Regions from separate parts of the Mus musculus genome. Here regions 2 and 3 are each linked to region 1. Evidence: chromatin contacts called from public HiChIP or PLAC-seq data. All regions are on one chromosome and are shown on one strand. Each heading gives the region's core, a stretch centred on a gene start, on an enhancer-like site or on the middle of the called end of the contact. The rest is flanking DNA. Distances are from core to core; before and after follow the strand shown. Region 1 holds the start of Naa15 (N(alpha)-acetyltransferase 15, NatA auxiliary subunit). Region 2 has its middle 13 kb from the start of Gm30074. Region 3 overlaps Maml3 (mastermind like transcriptional coactivator 3).

Region 1 (4,799 bases), core at 1,455-3,954:
TCTATTAACAGCATGTCCAGACTGGCCCCTGCTCTCCCACTCCAGGCAATCATCCTGCATGCTTTGCTAATTCATCCTTCAAGTCCTTCTGCCCTGGCCTCCCCAGCTCTGGGATTACACATGTGCGCCACCACACCCAGTGGGAGGAAGCCCTTCAGCCACAGTGATAGAGAAGGATGCAAGGTCAGCAGCAGTGTAGTGCAGGGCCATACAGCCTTGGCTGTTACTTCCTGGAAGCACAAAGAGCACTCAAAGCATAGCTCACATGCAATTTCTATCTGTTGTATTGTAGTGATCACTGTAGGTGTTTTATTATTGAGTTCAGGCTATCATGTCACTGACTGTGTGGTCAGACTATTATTTACAGGTGCATTTTAACTCGGGAATGAATCAGATCAATGTTGTAATTAGACCAGTGTTCACTGAACCTTAAAACCTGCTGTCTGGGCTGAGAGAGATGACTGGCAGTTAGGAGTACTTACTGCTGTTCCAGAAGATCTAGGTTCCTTTCCTAGCACCATGCTGGGTGGCTTGCAACCACTTGTAATTCCAGCTCCAAGGGATCTGGTACTCTGATCTCTGTGGGCACCAGTACACATGCACACAAACACAAAAACAGCTCTACAACACAACAGGTCCACCCAAACCTCTGCTGCTTAGACTTGGAAAAGTAACTATATTCTCGGCATTTGGAAAGCAAAGGAGGGTATGGGTTCAAGGTAAGCCTGGGCTACTTAGGGACACCAACCAACAAACCAATCAAATTACTAGTTGGTGGGAAGGGGATTAAAAGTAGTCAAGGGAGACAAGATGGTAAGGGTATGTATGTGTGTGACTATGATTGAAATATATCATGTACATGTATAAAAATAATGAATACCATTATTATGTATAATTAACATGCCAATAAAACCTTACAATTTAAAAAATTATTTGTACAATTTGAAAAAACAAAATTTGCATTTAGTGCTGTGGGTATAGCTAGCTTAATGGTAGAAGTGCTTATCTGGCCAGGCAGTGGCGGCGCATGCCTTTAATCCCAGCACTTGGGAGGCAGAGGCAGGTGGATTTCTGAGTTCGAGGCCAGCCTTGTCTATAGAGTGAGTTCCAGGACAGCCAGGGCTACACAGAGAAACCCTGTCTCAAAAAAACAACAACAAAAAAGTGCTTATCTGGCATGCATAAAGCACCAGGTTAGCTCTTCAACAGCACACACTTGTAGAAAAGCTATTTATTTACTTACATCTTTGTATGTGAAGGATTTTCTTCTAGGCTTATCTATTTTATATGCATGAGCCTTTTGTCTGTGCGAGCACCCTGTGTATACCTGGCCTCTTCAGAGGTGCTGGGACCCAGCCTAGGTTCTCTGCAAGAGTAACAGGTCATTTCCCCTATGAACTCCCTCTCCAGCCCAGAATTCACTTGTTATTTATGTGTGCCAACATGGAGGTTAGAGAACAACTCTTTGGAGCCTTTTCTCTTTTTCCATCTTCATGTGAGTTCAGGGGTCAAATTCAGGCTGTCAGGCTTGCAAAGTAAGTGCCTTAATCCACTGAACCATCTCACCAACTTAATTTTCCTAAATCTTTAGAGAGATTAGTGTTCAAGGATACCCCAGGATTTGCCTGCTCTAAGCTTGCTCCCTTTTTGGTTTTTAAGAGATCGAATTCCAGGATAGCCAGGGAAACACTGGGAAATCCTGTCTCAAAACAAAACAAACAAAAACAGACCTAAAGGAGCTAAACTGCTGCACATCTTTATGACTCAGGATGCACAGATTACTAGAAGGTCCACATGAGATAATCAAGGGTAAAATGGCTCTTGTGACTCAATGGCTTGCCATTTTGTAAAGTTTTATTGTTAACTGTAATGAAACGTCTGGATCCTCTTCTCTCTCAGGCCTGACCTTGCTCAGTGGAGTCTGGCCTCTAAGGATTGAGGATTTCTGTTAACAGGCAGTTCAACAGATACAACCCTAAGCATGAATTAGAAGCCAACTCCAGGAGTCTCGGCCCTCAACTCCACCACATTAAGGTGACTCACACAGCCAGTTCCTCAACCTCGCATTATATGACTTCAGCAATGAAATAAATATACCTCAACCTTCAGAGGCTCCTTTGGCAGTATAAGTATGTCACTTCGGATCTGGCCAACACCTTTCCTGGCTATCTCTAGCAATAGTCAACAAAAATCACTGATACCCTAGCCAGCCGGGGCCCATTTCATAGGTCAAGCTCTTAGAGGCTTTTCAAGATGATTAAGCCCTCTTTTTCGGATCGGTTCACAAATTACCCTTCGCTCCCTTCTGTACACAATACAGGCACTTGGGCCTAGAACCATTATACCTCTTCTTAAAACATCTCCATTTTGGCACTTGATACTCAAGCTATGATGACACCATCTGGGTGAGTCTACCCCACCGAGAGAAAGGCAGGCCGGTCTAGCGAGAAGGGGCAGAAAGTCTGTTTCCAGAGAGGAGGCGGCGGCGGCGGAAGCGTCATTGGCGGCCCTCCCAGGCACACGGCACTGGCAGGACCGGCAGAGCCAACTCTGAAATCCGCGGCTCCGCAGGCCGGCCCGGCCTCCGCGTTCCCGGCAGGCTCCGGTGCATCGAGGGTGGGGAAGAGCGGGTCACCGCGCCTGCGCGTTGGGAGGTGTGACCCGGGTGGGAAAGCCCTCCGAGTCCGCCATTTTGGCTGCCTCTGTCGGTCTTTTCAGTTACCACGTGAACCGCCGACGGAGACCCGGGAGGGGGGAGGTGGCGGCGGCGTTAAGTGAGAAAGGGGGAAAAGGAGGAGAGAGAGAGAGAGAGAGAAAAAAAAGAAAAGAAAAAAAAAAAGAGGCGAAGGGAGTGTCAGGACAGGGCGGGCGCGGCGACCCCGGAGGCCTAGTGGCGGCGGAGTGAAGGCTTCAAGGCTGAAGTGAGCTCGGGAACGGCAGTGGCGGCGGCGGGCGGACAAACGGACTGAGCGAGCCGGGCGGTGGCGGGAGCCGCGGGAGGAGCCGGAACCATGCCGGCCGTGAGCCTCCCGCCCAAGGAGAACGCGCTCTTCAAGCGGATCTTGGTGAGTGTGAGGCGGCGAGCGGGCACCGGGGATGGTTTCGCTGGGAGCCGGGCCTGTCAGCCCCGAGCCCGGGCGGGCGAGCGGGCACCCGGCCACCCCGCGGGGACCCCACCTCGGCTGTGCTGGCTGGCGGGGCGCACTCTCAGCTCTCGTCTCGCCCCGGGAGCGCCCCCACCTCCGTCCGCGCGCCGCGGCCCGCGGGCTTCGAGGCCTCGGTTCCGGACTAGGCCCCGACTCCCCGGCATCCGCACGGCTCGGCTGCCGTTTACCCTCCTAGAGCGAAGGGAGGAGCAGCCTGGCCTTGAGCGGGGCAGCGGGCCGCACGGGCCGGGAGTCGCGGCCCCGCTCCGGACAGGGATTCTGCCGGCTGGTCGGGGTGGCACCCTCGGAAGGAACAGGTGGTGTGGCCGAGGCAGGGACTCATTCATTGCTTGAAAGCACTTCTCCCTCTCCGGCCCCGTCCCTCCCTCTTCCTCCCCATCTGGGATTCACCGGTCCCCGCCCGGCCGGGGGTCACTGTTGGACTCGAAAGAATGGACTCTTGTAGAAGCGGAGGCTACTCTGTCACCTCCATCCAGGCACTTGCATACTTGATCCTGCAGCCCCTCGGCCTCTTTTTTTGGGAGTGGGAAACGCAGCATTTGTTTGTTAGTTGGAGAGCAAAACGGCCCCACCCCGACACCCTTCTCCGGGAGGTGGGACTCATTTCTAGGGGCGGTCCGGTAGGAAGTTTCAGTACAGACTCCCCCTCCACCCCTTACTCTGAAGTTTTAAAAATAGCGGTGCAAAAACTTAGCAGGAGATAATAGAAGTGTCTTCTAAGATGGATCTTGTTGACGCTATCTCAAACTCATCCCCTGTGCTTCAGATGTTTGCGGTTTGCATAAAAATACACGCAGTGATAACTTGCGGGGGTATGGGCTTGAATCTGTTTACATTGTAAACTATGCCCTGCTTTATCGGCTCTGTCATTAATACATTGTAGCAGTTTTTGTTGTTAGTGTGAGGGTAGCTTCTTTTATACAAACTTTTTTGTGCGTGAAAGAATTAAGTGTATTCGCCAAACTTGACTTGAATTTTGGAGTGTGTGTGTGTGTTAGCCTTTTAGATTGCAGTTATAATTCGTTTGACAACAAAATAAGGAGATTAGATATTTGGCTTTTTCTTTTCTTTTTTTTTTTTTCTTTTTTCTTTTTCTTTTTTCTTTTTGGCTATTTATGGGCCAGAGAGATGGCTCAGTGGATAAAAGCAGTCATTGACTGTTCTTCCACAGGTCCTGAGCTGAGTTCCCAGCAACCACATGGTGGTTCTCAACCATCTATAGTGGACTCTGATGCCCTCTTCTGGGGTGCAAGACATTCAGGAAATAGAGCACTTATATACATAAAATACATAAATAAATCCTAAATAACCATTTATATTGAGGTGATTGATTTTACAGAACTATCCATGTAATCAATTTGTGTAGAAAAACATATTAGACAGTCACTTCCCGTACTACTTAATGGCGTTTTGTTTTCAGACCTTTAGAAGTCTTAAGTGGATTTGTAGCATAGTTTTTTGTTTTTAGTGTTCTGAGACAGATCTCACTTTCTGTAGCCAGGCTGGACTGGAACTCTTGGCAGTTTTTCTGCCTCAGCATCCCAAGAGGTGGGATTACAGATGAGAACTACTATGCACTTCTTGTGACAGTTCTAGAATGATTTTATTTTTTTATGTGTGGAGAGGTCAGAG
Region 2 (4,799 bases), core at 1,676-4,175, 780 kb after region 1:
CAAATGCCACCCCGGGCTCACCAGTGCAGCCCAAACCCAGGCTGTCTTGCAAGAGCAATACAGACAGATCTTACGGTGCCCACACTGGGTTGCCAGGCTGCTGACCTGAATTTCTCTATGATAGAAAAGCAGCAGAGAGTTTGCAAGGACCGTCTTATCGTTCTCAATTTTGTTTTGCCTCCAGAAAGGATAATGAACTTGAAGTCTCTCTGCTGCGTGTCCTTGGCACCCACATAACAATAAACACAACTGTCTGTGTCTGAGTATGTTTGTGCATTTCAACCTGAAAATGCCCTCAGAAGAGGATCGAAGGTGATGATCAGGACCCTAACTCTTTATGTTGGAGCAGATTTGTGAATTAGCACGGATACTTCAAAAGTATTGATTCCCTCCCATAGAGAAACCCAAACAAACTGGGGATTTAAGAACTGGTTGGGTGGCCAGGCTAGATTACCCATTCACACTCGGATGCACTTCAATGCCTGTGTGCTCTCTGCTCTTCCTGGGCTGTATCCAGAATGTTCTACTTTAAGGAGACCATGATCTTTCCTTCTCAAGGTCTTTGTCCATAGTACGATTTGGGTTTTCTTTCTAGACTGCCACATTCCCTATCCTCTGACATGACTAAGGACCACAATAGGCCTTTCTTTTGAGTGACTCAGTTGCTGATTTAAACATTTTCTTCTTAAAGAGGCTATTTCTAGAGAGATGGCTTAGGTGGGAAATGAATTGCCACACAAGTGTGGAGACTGGAGTTTGGTCCCTGGACCCTATGTAACAGAGGTGTGTGTGTGTGTGTGTGTGTGTGTGTGTGTGTGTGTGTGTGTATGTGTGTAAAATCCTAATCCTGGAGAGGCAGAGACAGGATGCCTGAGTCTAGCCCAGTTGTTTTCAGGCCAAGTGAGAAACCTTGTCTAGAAACACGGGTGGAACATAACTGAGGAATGACATCTGAGGTTGTCCTCTTGCCATATGCATTTATGTATATGTATATTTATATGCACATGTGGGCAAATATACATATAATACATGCACATGTGCACATGAACACACATACACACAGGGAGCTAATTATAAACCTTGTAAGAGTTATGTATATAAGTACTCTATCTGCATATATATCTGCACGCCAAAAGAGGGCATCAGATCCCAGTATAAATGGTTGTGAGCCACCATATGATTGCTGGGATTTGAACTCAGGACCTCTCAAACGGCAGACAGTGCTCTTAACCGCTGAGCCTTCTCTCCAGCCCCACTCTGCTAGTCTTTACTTTTGAATCTATTTAGTTTTTCCTCCGAACTTTATGCTTTTTACAAGTACATCTATACTTGGAATGGGTTATCTGTGGTCTGTTTTATTAATTAATTAATGTATATTTGTAATTAGAACATGTTTTTGAACATAATTTTATGTTTGAATGAGTGAATGAATTGAAGTCATATATATATATATATATATATATCAATACTATATATCAATACTACATATGTTAATAGCAATACATATTAATACATTGAAGTCAGAATCTAAATTGCAGGGCCAGGTGTGAAGCCACACATCTGTAAGTAATTGCAGCATCCGGGAAGCAGAGGCAGGAAGATCAGGAGTTTAAAACCATTCTCAGTGGCATAGTCCATTTGGAGCCAGCCTGGGGTATATGAGAAATGCAGCAGCAGCTTGCCTGGGATACAGGAAACTCTGGGGGTGATCCCCAGTACTGCATAAACTGGTGTGTGGCTCACTATAATCCCACCACTATGGGGTTAAAGGCAGGAGGATCAGAAGTTTAAGGCTATCCTCTGCTATGTAGAGAGTTCAAGGCCAGCCTAGGTTTACAGACAGGATCTCAAAGCGGGAAGTAGGGATACAACCAACAACTATATTTCGGAAAACACAATCCACTGTGAAGTAGTAAAAGTACAGTTGCCTCTTTATCACGCAATGTTGGCAAGTGAGCTATGTAAATTTCTTAGCTCTGTATATACTGTTGTTTGTTTGTTTGGGTTTTGTTGTTTTGGTTTTGTTTTGTTTTGTTTTTCAGGTTTTTTTGTTTGTTTGTTTTTTGTTTTGTTTTTTGAGGTAGTGTTTCTCTGTGTAGCCCTGCCTATCCTGGAACTTACTCTGTAGACCAGGCTGGCATCAAACTCATAGAGACCCACCTGCCTCTGCCTCCAGAGTGCTGGGATTAAAGGCAAGCATCATCACTGCTTGGTCTATGTGGCTATTCTGATTAGGTCACATGCTGGGAATTGTGTCCTGTGCTATCAGGTCCTGGGCTAGGGGTGTGGGTTTTGGTTTTCTGTTTACTTGCTCTTTAATCAACATCCAGGGTCTGGATAGAAGCTCAGAATTGCTGATCCTCATCCTTGTGGCTTCCGGTACCCTCAGCTTGTCTGTCTGCAGTGGGCAGGCAGGCCCTTGAAGGCTTCCTCTAGCTGTGTGTGGAAAAATGATCCTGCCTATCTGACCATGGTGATCTCCCCAGGTTGGGGCTGGTCACATCCACTAAAATGGGACTAAAGGAGAAGACACCAATGACCAGATGCAGGAAGAACAAAGAGGGAGGGAGCAGGGTCCTGAAAATAGAAATCACACTAAAAAATAGCTGAGGAGTTGATAATGCCCCGAGGCCTTTGTTCAGGAACATGCTGGCACTATAAAGAGGAAAAAAATGACAGTACCATATTCTCCTGTGAAGTGTGAGTTGCTTTTTCCTCAAGAATTCTCCCCAGAGAAGGCCTTGTGGGTTGTGGCTAGCTTTACTTTCCATTTTCATCTAGATGCTTTCTTTAAGGGAAGGGTTGGTTGCTCTCTTTCGGAGAGTGTTCTATCATCACATTAACAAGAAGATAAACAGACTTGACAAAAATCCATGGAAAACAGAAGCCCCGGCCACTGTACATTCTAGACTGAGGTATTGCGTTTGAGCTTGTGGTTAGAGAGTAGTTGCTGCAGCTGGGTGTTCTGTGTCACTTGTACACCGTAAATAAAATACTCTGGGGGCCTAAAAATACAACAGAAATAAAACTTTCTGAAAAAAAAATTAAAAAGCTGCAACTTTGTGTCATATCAAAAATAAGACATGGATTTAAGGGGATCGGCGTGGTTTTTCAGAGGCAGAGTTTCCAGGCGAGCCAATCCTAGTCCAGCCCTGAATCTGGGGGGCATCAGGGTCTGTACCAGCCCCAGCTTCTAGTTAAGGTACCATCTGTGTGATTAGTGACAAAATATGAGTTAACTGTACTATTTGGTTGGCATTTTATGAAAGTGTAGAAATTCAAGTAGGGTTTGTTAGCCCCAAACCATCCATCGCCTGGTAATTTTCCTTCTCTGCGTGAACAAAACATGATTCCTCGGTGGGAACTGCAGTGAGAAACACTATCCGTGTACAGGAGGGGCTGTGACTCTTCTGTGGACAAGGACTCAGCGATATGCTTCCGTGTATGGGTGCATGTCCCAGAAAAGACCAGGACAAAGCAAAGTTAGCTATTCAGTATAAGCATCCATGCCTGAGCTACACACAGGTTGATTCTGTCGGCCACACTGAAGGGACTCATCTCAGACTGCTTATCACCGGCTTTTCAGGAGTAGATGGAAGATCAAAGATCAGATCCAGGCCCCACTTCTGTCCTGGGCTGGACCCAGCACATCACCATAAGACCAAAGACAGAGACATTGCTGACAATTTACACCTGGGCCAAGTGCCAGGGCAGACTGTCAGGTAGGGGAGGTGGTGCAGAGGCAGAGAGGGAAGGCCCTGCCTCCAGCATCTTCGAAAACCAATGTTTAGACTATGGTTAGTTAATTCAGCAAGGTGAGACTACCTCCTAATCCCCTCTGAGTTATGATGTTCAGGATGGATCAGAATGGGAGTTTTAGGTCTCAGATGTATGTGGCATCGACAGGACTTTAGCCATCAGTGTGGCAGTACAGACACCATGGCTCTTTTTAAAATGTTGTTATACTAATTGTCTAGGCTGCATCAAGAACACTTAAGCGTATTTGTATATGTATATTTACTTAATTATTTTCAAATTTTCAATCATCAGGAATTCAGGGATGGCCTAACTGCATGTATTTGGGTCCAAGTTCTCTCGCCCTGGGTAAGAGCCTGGCTGGGACTACAGATAGGATGATTTACCTAAAGTTCGAGGATCTGCTTCCAAAGGGCTCACACGTAGCTGGCAAGTTGCTGTTGGCTGGCGGCAGGAGGCCTTAGGTTCTCGGCTCCATAGCACTGCTTGGGCATTCTCACGACACGGTACCTAGTTTTCTCCAGAGTTGAGTGACTCTTGAAAGCGAGATAGCAGATACACTGTCTCCTATGTGCTGGCCTTAGGGATCATACTGTCATTGTGCAATGTCCACTTCTTTGCACCGGTCACTCTTCCTTAACGTGGGAAGGAAATACACAAGGGTGTGTGTACTGAGAGGCAAGTTTTAGCTCATCTCAAAGACAAGCTACTATATCTACCTCTTGGCTCTGCCACCAACTGTGGCAACTGACTGCAGGAATGGTCTGCCTAATGCCTGAACCTCCCGCAAGAGTTCTACAAACCAGATGCAGGTGGAAACACTTGAGTAGCCTTTTAGAGAAAGGTCAAGGGCTTCTGGGTCCTTAAACCGACTTGGGCAGGTCGGAGCATGACAGATGTATTTCTCTCTCAGTATACCCTAACAAGGACAAGGCATGGTGCCTCCTTCACTGCTATTCAATCTCTGCTTGGGTAGCAGTGTCTAGATGGGGATAAGCAGTCACCAATCGCCAGGCACAGACCAGCGCTTAGAATACAGTTTT
Region 3 (4,799 bases), core at 1,624-4,123, 670 kb after region 1:
TCCAGCCCTAAGTCTCATTCTCGTATTCAAGTGGTAACGCTGCCCAAAGGAACTTGTGCTGTCAATCACAAGGTAATGAACATGAACCTCTAACCTCTCGCACTGGCTTGACGTCCTTGATACCTTAGGATGATAACTACATGCTATATAACTCTACACACTCCCCAGATGATAGTTATGATTGAATCACAGGGCATTTTGTGACTGCTTGGGACAACAACGAGAGGACCACAAAGTGATGGGTTGTGGTGCCTGCCAGCTATAATGCAAAGAATTCCCACAATTCAACTCCAAGAGTCCTCTAGGTATTCAATAATTACAATACAAATCTCATTAGGGCACAAGGGTATACACACACACACACACACACACACACAGAATTCAACTGTCCTCAGAATCCCCAAAGATCCTATTTCTTTTCTTTTTTTCTTTTTTTTTTTTTTTGGTTTTTTGGTTTTTCAAGACAGGCTTTCTCTGTATAGCCCTGGCTGTCCTGGAACTCACTTTGTAGACCAGGCTGGCCTCGAACTCAGAAATCCGCCTGCCTCTGCCTCCCAAGTGCTGGGGTTAAAGATGTGCGCCACCACTGCCTGCCAAGATCCTATTTCTTAAGAGTTTATAAAAACAGCATGGTTCGATTTCAAGATTCTGATTTCTTCTTCCCAAACTGGAGCGGTGAAACTACGGACAGAACGTAGAGCCCCAGTGCTGTTTGGCTACTTGCTTATTTGGTCCCTTGGAAAGTGAGCAGGGTCTTGCTATATTTGTCTCCCAAATGCACTGCATAGCTAGAATATCTGCTAGCACTCTGAAAATATAAAATGACTGTAAAGATATTTACAAACTTATGGGTGGGCTGGACAGTGAGGACACGCATGACGGTCAGGCTACCAAGCATGACAACCTGAGTCCCAAAATACACATGGTGATGTAACCTCTACATGCACTCCATGGCATGTGCACACACACACACACACACACACACACTACATGTTACAAAAAGATACTTAGAAAGTCCAAGGAAACAGGATACTTCAGCTATAGAAAATGATACCCCTGATTAATTAGGACTCAGAACGTTTGTCATTTCTTACCTATCTTCCCTTTTTTTTTTTTTCAACCTTTTTCCATCTGTCCCCTCTGACTGCCTGATTTATCCCCCACTTCTTCCTTTTCCCATCTTTGGTCCTCATCCTCAAGAGGTCGAAGTAGAACAAGGAGGGCCAGGATACAGAAGGAAAGCATGCAGCTTGTTCTACTGACCCAGGAGACCCAAGGGAAGGAATTTGTATGGGTGCAGAACCCAGGAGAAGCTCACACACAAGTTGCTGGTACAAACTAATTAGCAAGTCAACAAAACACAGGACCCCACTCTTGCCTCAGAATATTCTGAACCACTTCCAGGGCATGGGACAACAGTTCCTAACCCCCTGCTTAACATGGCGAGTACAAACTCACAGAAGGTCTCCAAGCAGAGTAATTCTTTGAACTTAAAAACACTTTTTTCAAGGCCAAAAATATATCAATTCCCATAGCACAGCCCAATGTGTAAATAAAAATCTCCGATTAGTCATTAGTAGGACATACATACATACATACATTCATACAAGAGACAGCAGCATTGGCCTTGAAATGACATTTCTTCATGAGGAAAAGAAATAGATTTATCCCAACATCATAACCAAATCAACCTTCATAGGTGTTCTACACCAAAAGGTTTCATAGGAGCTAGGAAATGGCTTAGGGGGTAAAGCCCTTGCCACAGAAGTATAAGGACCAGAGTTCAAATCCCCAGTGCCCATGTAAAGGCTCAGTGGATGTAACAGCCCACTTGTAGTCCCAGCACTCTGTGGAGGCAGGTGATTCCTGGAGCAGGCTGATTGGCTAGACAGTGGTAGCGACGTTCCTGCCTCAAGATGGAAGAAGAAAGCAATGGAGGGTGATACCGAACACCCACCTCTGGCCTCCACATGCACACACACAGACAAGCACAGATACATACATACATATGAGAGAAGGACGAAGACTTCCTAGAGACCAAGAACATGGAGCTTTTTGGTGTTCCTCAATCAAAGTGTGAGTGGTATCCATTTCCTCCATGCATGCAGTTCCTGGAATAAAAATATTCTCCCTCACGGGCACAATAGCCCAGGCTACAGCCTCCCCTCCTGGAGTGTGAGCCTCGCTGGGTCTCGCCTTCTGCTGTGTTTGAAAGAACCTTTCCCAGGGCCATGTGTTCTTTTGGGGATCATTTCCATATTTGGGGGAGCAAAGAAAAGGAGCCAGGGTGGGTGGCCCTAACCAACAGTGATCAGAGACATCCAGGACTCAGGGAGACGGAGAAACCCTGGTCTTGGGAAGAGTCAGCACAGTGGCAGAGGAGAGGCTTCAGAGGAAAGTGGAGTTAATCAGCCTTTTTATGCACACACACATGCTGGCTTCACACATTCAAAAAATAGACCCAGGCTAAGCATAGGGCCTGTTTTAGCCCTATGTAAAAACTGGATAGATGGCGACTCTCTCTTTTTTTGTAGCAGGAGCCCTGCCTCTAGCATCCGAGCCAGTCTTAGCTAGCTGAGCCTTAGGAGTAGGGAAGCAACTTGAAAAGGGCTCTGAAAAAATACAAACGACTCTCACTTTCACCAGGAATACTGAGTATCCAGGATTCTATACATTTATCAATTAATTAGGTTGTACGTAAAAAAAAAAAATGCTCTCTTTGTAATAGTTGCCACGGAGATATCGTGTAAAAAAAGGTCCTAGTGTGTATTTGTGGGACAAACGGTTTGCTGAGTGACCAAAGTCAGGAGCAATGACTGCTTACCAAATGCAAGCTGCTGGGCTTGGCCTGAGACTGCAATAGTACAGCAAGCCTGGCCCGGGGCCAAGAGCATGCCTGCCAGGGAGACAGGAAGTCACTGAGAGCTCCCACAGACCCATGGCTGAGAGAGTTCCCCAAACAAAAGGCAGCCACTGACTTCCACAACCGGCCTGCCATGAGACCATATGGTCAGCAGTATTGTCTCGCCACAACACAGAGGCCTGTCTTCAGGGGCCTGTGCCTGTAGCTGTCGACCCCGTATCTGTCTTAGGATTACTTCACTATTTTACGACTTTTCTGGGAATTCACTTCCGTGTAACCTAGCTTGGTACACGGCGAGAAAAATGGTATCCTCCCCACCCCCCCACCCCCCCATCTCCGATTTAGCCTGATGAGTCACCTTTGTCTTCACGGCAAAAGAGTAATGAACACCAAACCTACTTGCTATTTATTCACAGGGCACGGAGGAAGGGAGTGGAAGGGACCGTGTGGACAGAAGGGAAAACTGGACACTTAAAGTTTCTTGCTCTGATCCCTGTTGACGCTGGGTTTAATTTATAGGGAGACCCAAACCTTTTGGCTCATCCCTTTCTTCTCTGGGAGTACCCACTTCAAAGAATTCTCTAGTCACTGTGTGGAGACCCTGCTGCTGAGAGCCGCCAAAGGCGAAGACAGATTGGTTCGCCTATAAACACCTGACAGTCATTTTCTTCCTCAGCAGAACTCGTCAAAAAGCCCCTCCCAATAAGGCATGCTCTCCCAGAATATTCCAGCTAGATCCTCTCTGTCTCTTCCCCCAAGATCATGACGATCCCCACTGTGGATAAGGGCTTGATTTGGTTCACCAAGGAAAAAACCATAGAAAAACTAAAGACAGTGGAATGCCCAACCATCTAGTCTTTGCCTTTAGGAGTCTCGTGCTCTCTCCCTTCTCCCCTCCCTCCCTCTTTCTCTTCCTCCCTCTCTTATTTCTCACTCTGTCTGTCTCTGTCTCTTAGATTTTATTTTATGTGTGAGTGCCTTGCCTGAATGTATGTATATGCACTAAGTATATGCAGTGCCCGAGGCCGGAAGACAGCATCAGACTCCCTAAAACTGGAGTTACATACAGATTGTGAGCCATCATGTCAGTCCTGGGATTTAAACCAGGGTCCTCTGAAGAAACAGCTCTTAAGTTCTCAGCCTTCTCATGTGTTGTTTTGTCATATTTTCTTTTAGAAACAGGGTCTCATATATCCCAGGAGGGACAGGAACTCAACAGATAGCCAGTGATAATCCTGGTCTTCCGCCTGTACCTCCTAAGCGCCAACCAGAGATGTATGTCAATATGGCGGGTTTCATACAGTGCTCAGAACCGGACCAGCGCTTCCTGCATGCTAAGCAGGCGCTCTGCCACCTGAGCTATATTCCCAGCCCAATCTCTTACTTATTCCACACTTTCTTATTAGTCCAGAAAGTAGAAAATTAAATACAACAGTGGGGTAACCCACACCACTGAGGCTCTTTCTTTATAGAGATTAAGACCATTTGCCCCACACTGAGAGGGACAGGAAAGTCAAGTGAACATTGACCCATTCATACCCCTGAGGTTCACCACCCCAACTATAGGAGCTGCCACTGGGAAAGGGAAACTAATTTTTAAGGTCAGGTTAAATAGTTTCCTCAAAAATAATTCAGAATTATGAGAAGTTAAAGGACGCAGTGCACAGCCATAAGGGTTTGCCAGTTCTCCTCCTGCACCAAGCACCTTGAGTTCCTCCACTGGAAAGTCCCATTTTAAAAATTAAAAAGGCCATTTTGTTAAACTATGGAAAATGTCTGTTTGGAAGAAGAAAATCACAGAAGTCATTGCTTCATTTTGTCACCTGTGTGACCCACCGGGCTGTGACTCTTGACATGGGAGAGTCTCTTGTGGGGACCATTTTCCCCATGTGGAGTAACTGCAGCCTTGTCTTAGGCAATCCTCTAGCTGCTTCCT

What was found. HiChIP or PLAC-seq counts read pairs in DNA pulled down with a chosen protein or histone mark.
Region 2: an H3K4me3 HiChIP or PLAC-seq map of pro-B cells shows a contact between it and region 1, with 5 times the contacts expected there. The contact joins the enhancer-like site here to the promoter of Naa15 in region 1. A contact is called at or near these places in 4 of 39 promoter capture datasets (the C10 cell line, hippocampal neurons, liver and 1 more), 12 of 115 datasets of contacts at active chromatin or transcription factors (the SCID.adh cell line, acute myeloid leukemia, bone marrow-derived macrophages and 9 more) and 2 of 9 other capture datasets (adipose tissue and liver).
Region 3: a contact with region 1 is called in an H3K4me3 HiChIP or PLAC-seq map of bone marrow-derived macrophages, with 4 times the contacts expected there. The contact joins the enhancer-like site here to the promoter of Naa15 in region 1. A contact is called at or near these places in 1 of 39 promoter capture datasets (the C10 cell line), 1 of 484 Hi-C or Micro-C datasets (hematopoietic stem and progenitor cells), 4 of 115 datasets of contacts at active chromatin or transcription factors (bone marrow-derived macrophages, memory CD8 T cells, pancreatic cancer cells and 1 more) and 2 of 9 other capture datasets (adipose tissue and liver).

Annotation. Positions count from the first base shown.
Region 1 is chr3:51,413,312-51,418,110 of GRCm38.p6, forward strand. It overlaps Naa15 (N(alpha)-acetyltransferase 15, NatA auxiliary subunit), which reads left to right and starts at 2,705. Exons shown (of 20, transcript NM_053089.3): 1 at 2,705-3,065. The coding sequence starts at 3,012. LOC108168868 (a long non-coding RNA gene) reads left to right here and starts at 3,072. Exons shown (of 2, transcript XR_001783830.2): 1 at 3,072-3,463.
Region 2 is chr3:52,190,221-52,195,019 of GRCm38.p6, forward strand. No RefSeq gene overlaps it. Among named protein-coding and RNA genes, the nearest start is that of Gm30074, 13 kb to the left of the region's middle. Within about 2 kb of position 2,926, at least 10 of the 459 cell types and tissues checked have an H3K27ac peak or open chromatin away from gene starts, as enhancers often do. A contact at or near this core is called in pre-B cells and pro-B cells, where this site is marked.
Region 3 is chr3:52,085,653-52,090,451 of GRCm38.p6, forward strand. All of the region lies in intron 1 of Maml3 (mastermind like transcriptional coactivator 3), which reads right to left. Among named protein-coding and RNA genes, the nearest start is that of Maml3, 17 kb to the right of the region's middle. Within about 2 kb of position 2,874, at least 349 of the 459 cell types and tissues checked have an H3K27ac peak or open chromatin away from gene starts, as enhancers often do. A contact at or near this core is called in adipose tissue, bone marrow-derived macrophages, hematopoietic stem and progenitor cells and 4 more, where this site is marked.